Linked DNA regions of Sus scrofa: regions 1 and 3 are each linked to region 2. A link is a contact called in public HiChIP or PLAC-seq data. All regions are on one chromosome and are shown on one strand. The core of a region is the stretch at or near the end of the contact, and the rest is flanking DNA. Distances in the headings are between cores, read along the strand shown. Region 1 overlaps NCOR2 (nuclear receptor corepressor 2). Region 2 has its middle 72 kb from the start of NCOR2. Region 3 overlaps NCOR2 (nuclear receptor corepressor 2).

The links. HiChIP or PLAC-seq counts read pairs in DNA pulled down with a chosen protein or histone mark.
Region 1: an H3K27ac HiChIP or PLAC-seq map of alveolar macrophages shows a contact between it and region 2. The contact joins two enhancer-like sites. A contact is called at or near these places in 1 of 47 Hi-C or Micro-C datasets (liver) and 1 of 2 datasets of contacts at active chromatin or transcription factors (alveolar macrophages).
Region 3: an H3K27ac HiChIP or PLAC-seq map of alveolar macrophages shows a contact between it and region 2. The contact joins two enhancer-like sites.

What each region holds. Positions count from the first base shown.
Region 1 is chr14:28,713,542-28,717,087 of Sscrofa11.1, reverse strand. The region is part of intron 10 of NCOR2 (nuclear receptor corepressor 2); the gene reads right to left. Among named protein-coding and RNA genes, the nearest start is that of NCOR2, 73 kb to the right of the region's middle. Within about 2 kb of position 2,282, at least 2 of the 83 cell types and tissues checked have an H3K27ac peak or open chromatin away from gene starts, as enhancers often do. A contact at or near this core is called in alveolar macrophages, where this site is marked.
Region 2 is chr14:28,569,175-28,572,646 of Sscrofa11.1, reverse strand. No RefSeq gene overlaps it. Among named protein-coding and RNA genes, the nearest start is that of NCOR2, 72 kb to the left of the region's middle. Within about 2 kb of position 2,121, at least 9 of the 83 cell types and tissues checked have an H3K27ac peak or open chromatin away from gene starts, as enhancers often do. A contact at or near this core is called in alveolar macrophages, where this site is marked.
Region 3 is chr14:28,746,013-28,749,113 of Sscrofa11.1, reverse strand. It overlaps NCOR2 (nuclear receptor corepressor 2), which reads right to left. Exons shown (of 49, transcript NM_001044576.1): 17 at 1,615-1,787. Among named protein-coding and RNA genes, the nearest start is that of RFLNA, 94 kb to the left of the region's middle. Within about 2 kb of position 1,418, at least 4 of the 83 cell types and tissues checked have an H3K27ac peak or open chromatin away from gene starts, as enhancers often do. A contact at or near this core is called in alveolar macrophages, where this site is marked.

The sequences.
Region 1 (3,546 bases), core at 1,033-3,532, 140 kb before region 2:
GACGAGGAAAAGGTGAGAAGATGTCCACCAAAATGGGCCAGAGAAAACAATGCAGTTCCTGGTGAAGACGAGTAAGAAACCCCCAGGGCCACTAAGCAGCTCCACCAGTGGAGGGCAGGTAAGGTGGCCGACAAGACGATCCAGCCCTGCCTGGGCCCTCATGGAGCAAAGGGACACAGCAGGAACGGCCATGAGGGGATGACATCCAGTCACACTGCCCAGCCCCAAGCACCACCTGTAAGGATGAGAGCAGCTCCGGAGGACCTCTCAGGATGAGGAAGTCCCCCTCCATGTCTAACCACAGTGCCACCTGCTGTGGCCTGTGTGCTGATGTGCTCTCTGTCCACTGAAGGCGGAGGGTACTGGGCTCCTCGGGACAGTGCACAGCAGTGGCTTTGGCCCTTCCTGGGGCAGCACTGACCCTGATCAGGGGGGTTCCACACGGGCAGCCCCGCTGGACAGGAGAGAAAGCAGACTGCACAATCAGACACACGCACGTGCACTTACACATACACACATACATACAGACACATCCTCACACATACACATGTGCACATACACACGTACCCCCTTACGCATACACACTCACACTGACACACAAACACACAGGCGCATGGGTGGCCCCACTGGCCAGGGGAGGAAGCAGATCACACACTCACATACACGCATGCACTTATACACATACACACATAAACATGTGTACACGTTCACACATACTCCCTTACACACACATGCACTCACATGCCAAATACACACACTAATATTCTCAGATTCACAATACACACTCATAAACTCACACACGTACATTCTCACACTCACACTTCAGAGGCTGAAATACCACCAAGCAAGTCTGTGGGATGCTGGGAGCAAGAACCTGAGAGGAAAAGGAGCATGGGCCCCTAAGACCACAGTCTGTGTGTGTTGTGACGACAAGTCACCCTCAGCCTCTTGCTCACTCTCAGTGAGTTTTTTTTTTTTGCTTTTTAGGGCTGCACTCGCAGCATATGGAAGCTCCCAGGCCAGGGGTCAAATGGGAGCTACCGCTGCTGGCCTACACCACAGCCATAGCAACGCCAGATCCTTAACCCACTGAGCGAGGCCAGGGATCGAACCCGCAACCTCATGGTTCCTAGTTGGATTCGTTTCCGCTGCGCCATGCCAGGAACTCCTCGGTGGGAATTCCTCACCATCCCCACCATCATCACTCTCCTCATCTTCTTCTTCATCATCGCTGTCATCACCACCATCATCAAAGCATCGTCCCGTTCTTCTTCACCATCACCACCATCATACCACGGCTGACGCTGGCTAAGCACGACCACGTCACATGCCTGGCAGAAAACCGATTCCTTCCAGCGGACTCACTGTCCCAAACCCCAAAAAGCTATGACTACCATCCCCTTTGTACAGGCGGGAGCTCAGAGCTTAGGGCCAACAGCCTGTCGCCTGAGGTCATGCAGTCAGCGACAAGGAGGTCAAGATCCTGATGGTTATTCTCATAAAGTCTAGGGTGTCTACTTTTTCTCCTGCTGCTCATGCTTTTGGTGTCACACCCAAGATCCACTGCCAAATCCAAGGTCCTAAAGATTCACCTGTATGGGTTTTTTTTCTAGGAACTGTATGGCTTTAGCTCTTGCTTTGGGGCCTTTGATTTATTTTGAGTTATTATTTGTTCTAATTCTGGAAGCTGGGGTACAACTCTACTCTGTGTGTGAGGACGAAAAATAAGAAGCTCAGAGGTGTGGGGGATATGAGAGGAGTGAGCAAACCCTTAGCTGTCTCTAAAAAAGAAATTGATAAAAAGGACAGAGGGGACAGGAGAAAGAAAAAAAGCAGATTATGCTGAAAACACGCCAATATCCACTCTAGTGGGTTCGATCGTGACCCTCCCCTCAAAAGATGTCTCCACATCCTAACCCCAAGAATCTATAAATGTGACCTTTTTTGAACAAAAGGTGTTTTCAGTGCAATAAAGTTAAGCGTCTTGAGATGAGGTCATCCTGGATTAGGGTGACCTCTAGATCCAATGACAGACGTCCATGTGAGGGAAGAGAGGGGAGAGGCCAGGTGGTGATGGAGGCAGAGAAGGGAGTCATGAGGCCTTAGCTAAGAACCGCCTGGAGCCGCCAGGAGCTCGAAGAGAGAGGCAGGAAGCCTCTGGAGAGAGCGCAGCCCCGCCCACATCTTGATCATGAACTTCTGGCCTCCAGAATAGTGAGAGAGGATGAGTTTCTGATGTTTGAAGGCACCGAGTTTGTGGTCATTTGTTGCAGCAGTTTCAGGAAATGAATACATCCACCGTCCACGCTGAGCTCAGCCCCTGACTGATCCATCCTGCAAGGCCACCATCAATCACACAGGCTCCCTGTGCCAGGCACTGCACTCACCCTTCCTGCAGCCTCGCCATGACCCCATTTCACAGATGAGGATAATCGAGGCTTGGGGTAAGACAGCTCTCCCAAGATGACACACAGCGGGTATGATGGGTGGGGTTTGAACTTGTTCATCTGTGACTCAGCCTAGTACCCCCACCCCCACCAACACACACACACACACAATCTGGCTTCCAGGAGTAGGGGGCAGGGAGTGAGCTCAGTTTCTCAGGGAAAGACAGGCAGCACTGGCAGAGGTTGAGCACCCCTCTGGGGGAAGAGCCTCAGCTCTGTGGGCAGAGCAGGCGTGCGGGGAGAGCGTGGGCAGCTTACTCAAGGTCCTAGGAACCTCGAAGGAGTGAGCCAAGCAGACTCACGGTGGGGGCAGGGGGCATGCTGAGCTAAGGGGGCCGTCTTGATCAAGCCCCCACCCGGTCCTGGCTGACACGATGCATGGGGCTTCAGGCTTATTATATAAGAACAAGGACAACATCATTCCAGATACCTCCTGTCTCAGCTTCTGCGGTTTCCAAACTCATTTTCACAAGGGCCTCTCTTAAGGTAGGCTCAAGTTGGCCACAAAGCCACCCAGAATTTCTTAGAAGACTCCAGTTCCTCTATCTTTACGTAAGCCCATTCCCCCTCCACCCCCTCGAGGGACCCCCAAGGGGCAGTGGGAGACTTCTTAAGAACTCGCCTACCCAACTCCACCAGCCCACCAGCTGCCAGGACCCTTGTAAAATGTAAATCCCTTGTAAAATGTAAATTGCATGGCCTTCCTCCCACCCCAGAGGAGCCCCAGGCCCAGGCAGAACCTCTGTGGAAAGACTGGAATTTGGGGTGTGATAATGAGAGAAGTTCCTTGCTCCAGGAGAGACAGGGAAGCAGTGGGGTGAAGGTCTGGGTGTCTGCACCTCCTTTCTAACGGTTCAACACAAAAACATTCACACACCCATGCGTACACACACACACACAGAGCTAATATAAAGAAATGTCAACCATGATGGATTCTAGATCATGGCACATATACACATTCATTGTATTCTGCTGTCCAATTTCCTGACTGACTGTCAAATTTTCTGGATAACTAAGAATTCTTCTATTAAAGACTTTGTATTCCTCATTGAGAATACATTTATAAGAATAAATTAAGTGTCCCATTGTATTTAGAATA
Region 2 (3,472 bases), core at 872-3,371:
TGGCACAGCTGGCCGGCCGGTACAGATGCCGTGGTCACATCCATAATCATTCAGAACTGCTGGCTCCAAGGAAACCCAGGGTGCCAGCTCGGCCTCTCCTTGCACCCCTGATCTGCCAGCATCATAATTAGCTTATTACCAGCCACCTCGTGTTAATAACCTCTCCCTTTATTACTCTGTGCGAGGAATTAGAGAGAACTAATAGACCGCAGCCAGTTATCCATTTGTAACCTTGCTTTTTTTTTTTTCCCCTGGGTGCCGGGAGAAGATAGAAATCAAGGGAATTTCCACCCCACTTCCCTGATGTGCTGGTTCTTCTTGGACATTTTTGTGATGTGGAGTTGACAGAACTTCCCCTTTTGGCGGGCACGTCTTGAGGTTTTTTTTTTTTTTTTCGGGCCACACCCGCAGCATATGGAGGTTCCCAGGCTAGGGGTTCAATCAGTGCTGTAGCCGCCAGCCTGCACCAGAGCCACAGCAACGCAGGATCTGAGCCATGTCTGTGACCTACACCACAGCTCACAGCAATGCTGGATTCCCAACCCACTGAGTGAGGCCAGGGATCGAACCTGCATCCCCAAGGATACCAGTCGGGTTGGTTAACCGCTGAGCGACAATGGGAACTCCCGCATCTTGAGCGTTGCTGGCTCCAGGGCTGGATGAGGGCACTGAGTGGTCAGAGGGGGTCCCAGGGAGTCCCCCAGAGGATGGGAAGGGTGGGGAGAGGGGCTCAGCTTCCCCTTGGCCTGGCCATATTGGGTCAACCATGGGCAGGTGGTGGGCGACCTGGTGGTTTGATCCTGTGGCGATGTTATCATTTGCCCACCCAATGGGAAACCATTCTCCCCCCACTTGGTCTTTTTAAATTTCTTTGATTTAAAAAATTTTTTTTAATTTAGTTTAATTTAATTGTTTATTTTTTGTCTTTTTAGGGCTGCACCTGCGGCATATGGAGTTTCCCAGGCTAGGGGTGGAATCAGAGTTACAACTAGGCTACACCACAGCCAGAGCAACACTATATCTGAGCTGTGTCTGTGACCTACACCACAGCTCACAGCAACACAAGATCCTTAACTCACTGAGCAAGGCCAGGGATGGAACACGCATCCTCATGGATCATGGATCCTAGCTGGGTTCTTCTTAAAGGGAACTCCACCCTGACTTGTTCTTGGTGGGGGAGGCTGGACATTCCAGCTCCTTCCTTCCCCCGTGCAAGGAGCCCTGTCATGCCCTGCCGTGAGTCCCCAGGAGGAGTCCCGCAGAATCTGTGCCTCCTCTCCTAGGTTCTGTGAACTTGACTGCTGATGGCTGGCCCCCTCTGACCTTCCTCAAAGGGCTGACTTAGTGCCGCCCAGGCTGGGGCTCATGTCCCCTGGCATGGCCATCTGGCTGTACTGGCTGAAGGAGGGAACGAAAGCCCAGCCCCCGCCTCAAGGCAGGACCAGCTCTGTGGCCGTCCTGTGCCCCAAGCTGCCCCTGGGACCAAGTTGAGGCCAAGACATCACCTAAAACTGCCCTTTGCCCTGATTTCGTCCCCCCTTCCTGTCTGCTTCCTCACTCCCTTCCAACTTGTCCTGGGAGCACATCCTTAACAACAAGTCACTGGTTCAGACATTTTCATCTCAGAGTCTGCTTCTGAGGAGACTGGCCCGAGGCACCTGTTCTTGCCTGGAGAGACCCCGTGTTGGCTGGTGGACCTGAGGGAAGTCTGGGGAAGGTTTTCTCTCCCTGATGAAAGACTGAGACCTGGTACCTTTTCAATCCCTGGACATGATTGTGTGGAGACCAGTGGCTGTGGGCAGAGGCTCAAGAGGCACAGAGATGGCACCTGCAGAGCAATGCCTGGGGTGCACACACGCTTCCACGCCTCAGCATGATCCTGATGGAATGTGGCTACCACATGGAGGGGGACAGTCCTTGCTGATATCACTGAGAAACCAATCCTGCGGCTGCTTATCTAGACCTTTGTTTTTGTGAGATTAGACTCAATCCTCTGGGTGGAAAATTCTGGCTAGAAAGGTTGTTACTTGCAGCTGGAAGTGTGCCCGCTGACAGAGCTGCCCAGCACCCCTTCCATTCCGGAGGCTACATTTACCACACAGGAAAACCCCTTTCTAGTGACTGAGTCAGATCCAGAGGGAAAGACTAGTCACCTTCATTGTGGCCAACGACACGTGAGGGACACTTCCTAAGGCCTCCTGGGAAAAATGGCTTTGTCATGTCTGGGTGCAGTACCCAGATCTGGGACGACCATCTGGCCCAAGGAGAATCCCTGACCCCCAGCCTCCAGTGGCTGCAGCCAGAGTCTGGTCACTGTGCCTGGCACCTTTGGGGCTCCAAACTTTTTTTTTTTTAATTTTTTAAATTAAAGTATCATTGATTTACGATGTTGTGTCAATTTCTGCTGTACAGGCCCAGACTTCTTGCCATTTTCTTTTTGTTTGTTTGTTTTTGTTTTCTTCTTTTGTCTTTTTAAAAAAGGCCACACCCACGGAATATGGAGGTTCCGAGGCTAGGGGTCAAATCGGAGCTAGCTAAGCTCGTTGTCATTTTCTTACTAACGTTTTCTTACTAATGAAGTCCATTTGAATTGGGTTTTCCAATACTGGCAGCCAAGAAGTGACAACGTGAGGACATTTGGGTGGTCCCTTCTGGACCCCTGTGCTAAAAGTAGAGAAAGCACGAGGATGGATAAGGTTAAAAATGCCACCTAGGAGTTCCCGTTGTGGCTCAGCAGGCTGAGAACCCAACTAGTATCCCTGAGGATATGGGTTCCTTCCCTGGCCTTGCTCAGTGGGTTAAGGGTCTGGCATTGCTGTGAGCTGGGGCATAGGTCGCAGAGACAGCTTGGATCCGGTGTAGCTGTGGCTCTGATGTAGGCCGGCAGCTGCAACTCCCATTTGACTCCTAGTCTGGGAACTTCCATATGCCTCAGATATGGCCCTAAAAGGACACACACACACACACACACACACACAGCCTACCTCTCAGGCCTTGCCATGTGACATTAGCCACTATTGGGCACTTCCCATTTGCTCACATGAATCTTCAGGACAGCCCTGTAAGATTGGATGAGTCAACCCTATTTTATATTATGGAGGTCTGGAGAAGGTAAGAGATTTGCCCAGAGTCACACAGCTTGTGAAGCCACATTCTTCATCGCAAACCCTGAGGGAGCTGCCAACCCCTTGCAAGAGAGACAGGCGCCCAGGGCAGGAGGGAGGCCCTGGAGGAAGGGCAGGAGGGAGGCAGGAGGATGATGTGGACCAGAGTCAGAAAGGCCTTCCACGGGCTTGCTGTGTGACTTTGAGCAAAGTGCTTTGCCTCTCGGCGAAACAGTTCCCTCTTGAGTAAGATGGAGGCCTCCTGGGCAGGTAAGTCAAATGAGAAGCATCAAATAGAGGTGCGACAAGCTGTGAAGTACAGTACACAGGTTAGCAGTGCCTATCATTGCGGAACTAATAGCAGAGGG
Region 3 (3,101 bases), core at 169-2,668, 180 kb before region 2:
GCTTCTTCTCTGAGTTTCCCTACGTGTGAGCCCAGGAGAGCCAAGTCATATAAGATGTTGTGTGGTGGGGGGGGCACGGTGAGCATGAGAGATGGCAGCTTCAGGGACTCAGTCCCTGGAACAGTGCCAGGCACAGAGCATGCGCTTGGTAAAGGCCACTGACCATGGGAGGAGAGCTCTGGCAGGCAGGAGGGAGTGTGAGGAGCAGCTCAGGAGGGGGAGAAGGCCCCCATCCTCACTTTCCCTCCCTCTCACAGGAGCCGCAGAGGAAAGCTATGGAAGTCTGAGCCAAGGAGGCGGGGCGGGGGGCGGGGGGAGAATGCCCATCAGAGGGTCCGGGGTTGTGTTTTTCACCCCACTATCTAACCCCAATGTTGGCATGGGGTCCAGAAGAACTTTCCCAGAAGTCAAGTGCACCAGCGTACTTCTGAAAGGAACCCTCCTGCCCTGCGCCTCTAGGCACGCTGGCACCAAGGGGCAGCCAGCAAAAGCCTACAGGAGCCACACAGGGTTTGTGGCCAACCGGCTGGGTTTGAATCCCAACTGGCTCCGTGACTGTAGGGAGGCTAAGTCCCTTCTCAAAGTCTCAAACAGCCCATCTGTGAAATGAATACAATGCTCTCCCGCAGCAAGAAGGGCCAGGTACCCAGAACAAAGCTGGGTGTGGGGGAGGGGCACGAAACGTCACCTCCATCAATTCCCACCCAGGGAAGGCATCCAGGTGGCTGGGGCCTCAGCAGGAGCACCTAGGACCCGGGTGGGGGTTCCTGTGGACACAGGAGGGCAGGCCCCAAACAGCCAAAATAGTAGACGACACACACACCAGCTGCCCCCCTGTGGCCGAACTTGGGAAATGCTACTCAATTCTTGTCTTCTTTTCCCCTTGGAGGCAGGACTTGAGGCTCAGAGTACCTGGGGGTGGGCATCTGCCGGGCAGAGGGAGAAAGAGAGGCCCACAGAAGTGAAGGTACAAACCAGGCGCCTACCAGGGCTGAGGGGGCAAGCCAGGAAAAGCAAGTGTTGGCCCTGGCCCTTTGGAAAGCGGGTGGGGGCTACTCAGCTCCAACAACTACTACCTGGCACAAATGTCGGCCAAGCGTGGCCAGATCTTCTGATTTAAAAACAAAACCAAAATGATCATCTAATTTTTTTTTTAATGGCCACTCCCACGGCATATAGAAGTTCCCAGGTCAAGGATTGAATCTGAGCCCCAGCTGCAACCGACAACGCAGCTGTAGCAATGCTCGATTCTTCACCCACTGGGTCAGGCCAGGGATCAAACCCACTGCTACAGTCGGATTCTCAACCCACTGAGCCACAGTGGGAACTCTGGTGATCTGGATTCTTATGTGAACTCTGTGGTTCCAGGATAATCACAACCGACAGCTGAAGAGCCTTTGCCATGACTCAGGTTCTAGGCTCTTCCCACACACAAAGTCACTGAGAGACTCACCCCATGGTTACAGGCACTGCAGGCAACCACGGTGCAGATGATGACACTGAGGCACAGGCAGGTTAAGGAACTCGCCCCAGGCCACACAGCAAGTTTGCAGCTAAAGCTGGGGTCCTGAGCCCGCTATACCTGTGGCACCCTTTCCCTGGCCGAAGACTCACCCAGCTCGGCACTCTGCTGTGGGGTGACGGTCTCCTCGCTGTTGGCCTCGTTGGCCATGGAACGGGTGATGCGGCCTTTGCGTCTCCCCTGGCTGTTGGCAGTTTTGCGGCCTTTGGAGGCCACTGCCTCCTTCTCATCATTGTCTTCCCCAGAGGTGTCGTCTGCCTTCTCCCTAAAGGCCAGAGAGAAGAGATAGGGATGGTTTCACCTGAGCCAGGAACCTGGATGGCAGTTTCAAGAGACCCTTTTTCTGGGCAAGATGAGGGCTGGCTGCCAGCACTTTTGTACTCATCAGTAGAAAAGTGGGGGGTGGGGTGGGATTTTTTAAATGGAGATCTCTCCCGTTGTGACCCAGTGTTAATGAACTCGACTAGTATCCACGAGGATGCGGGTTTGATCCCTGGCCTCCCTCAGTGGGTTAAGGATCTGGTGTTGCTGTGAGCTGTGGCGTAAGTTGCAGATGTGGCTTGGATCTGGCATTGCTGTGGCTGTGGTATAGGCTGGCAGCTATAGCTCTGATTCGATCCCTAGCCTGAACTGCCATATGTCGCAGGTACAGCCCTAAAAAGACAATAATAATAATAATAATAATAATAATGAAGAAGGGGAAAAGCTCAGGGCGAGGGCCGGCTGGTAGCAATCTGCAAACCTTCTTTACTTACCAGATGCGGGAGTACTGCAGGTAGGCATCTACAGTGCCATCTTATTTAACAAAAGGGAGGTGTGAGCGGGTATTTAAAGTCTACTTTATTCTTCTAACAGGGATGTGGGCTGCTGGCTATCTGCAAGACCATTTCATCCACTAAACAGATGCTCTCCACTGTGACTACTGGAGTAACTGCACGAGGGTGCAGGCTGGCACAGTCCTCAGGCACTTTACTTACTCCCTCAGAGAGGAGCTGTCCCCAACGGGGCCCTAGAAACAACTCAGTCTTGGCTTTCAGCATCATCACCGGCCACTGCGTCCTGCAGAAAGCGCAAGATGAGAGTTCCCTGCCAGTGGAAGCGGCTGAGCCCGGTTGTGTGGGGAGGCATGTGACCGCGGTAACTGGGGCTGGGACCTTCTCAGAAGCCGCCTCGGGAGAGTTTACTGTGGGGCCGCTCAGATTTATCACCTCCGCCGCCCATTCATCTTCCTGAAGGCCCTCGCAGGAGCGTCTGGGAGACGGGGTAACGAAGCCAGATGTTCTCTGAAACCACATTCCTGAGCCCACTCCAGGTACCTGGCGCTGAGTGATGCCCGCCGCCACCCCCGCCCCCCTTTCTGGGAGTGACTCTCCAGCTGGTGGTGCTCCCGCTGCCCCTGGCAGGCACGGGAGGCTGGCGGGGCCCCCGAGGCGAGGCTGTGCCTTGATCTGCAAGAACTCACACTGACAGCGATAATTCTAAAGGCCAGGGCTGCCGCCCACCTGCTTACCTAGTTCTTCCCTGAGCAGGGAGCTCCTCTGATTCCCCCTCCCCTCCCCCACCCCCAGCATCTCCGGGG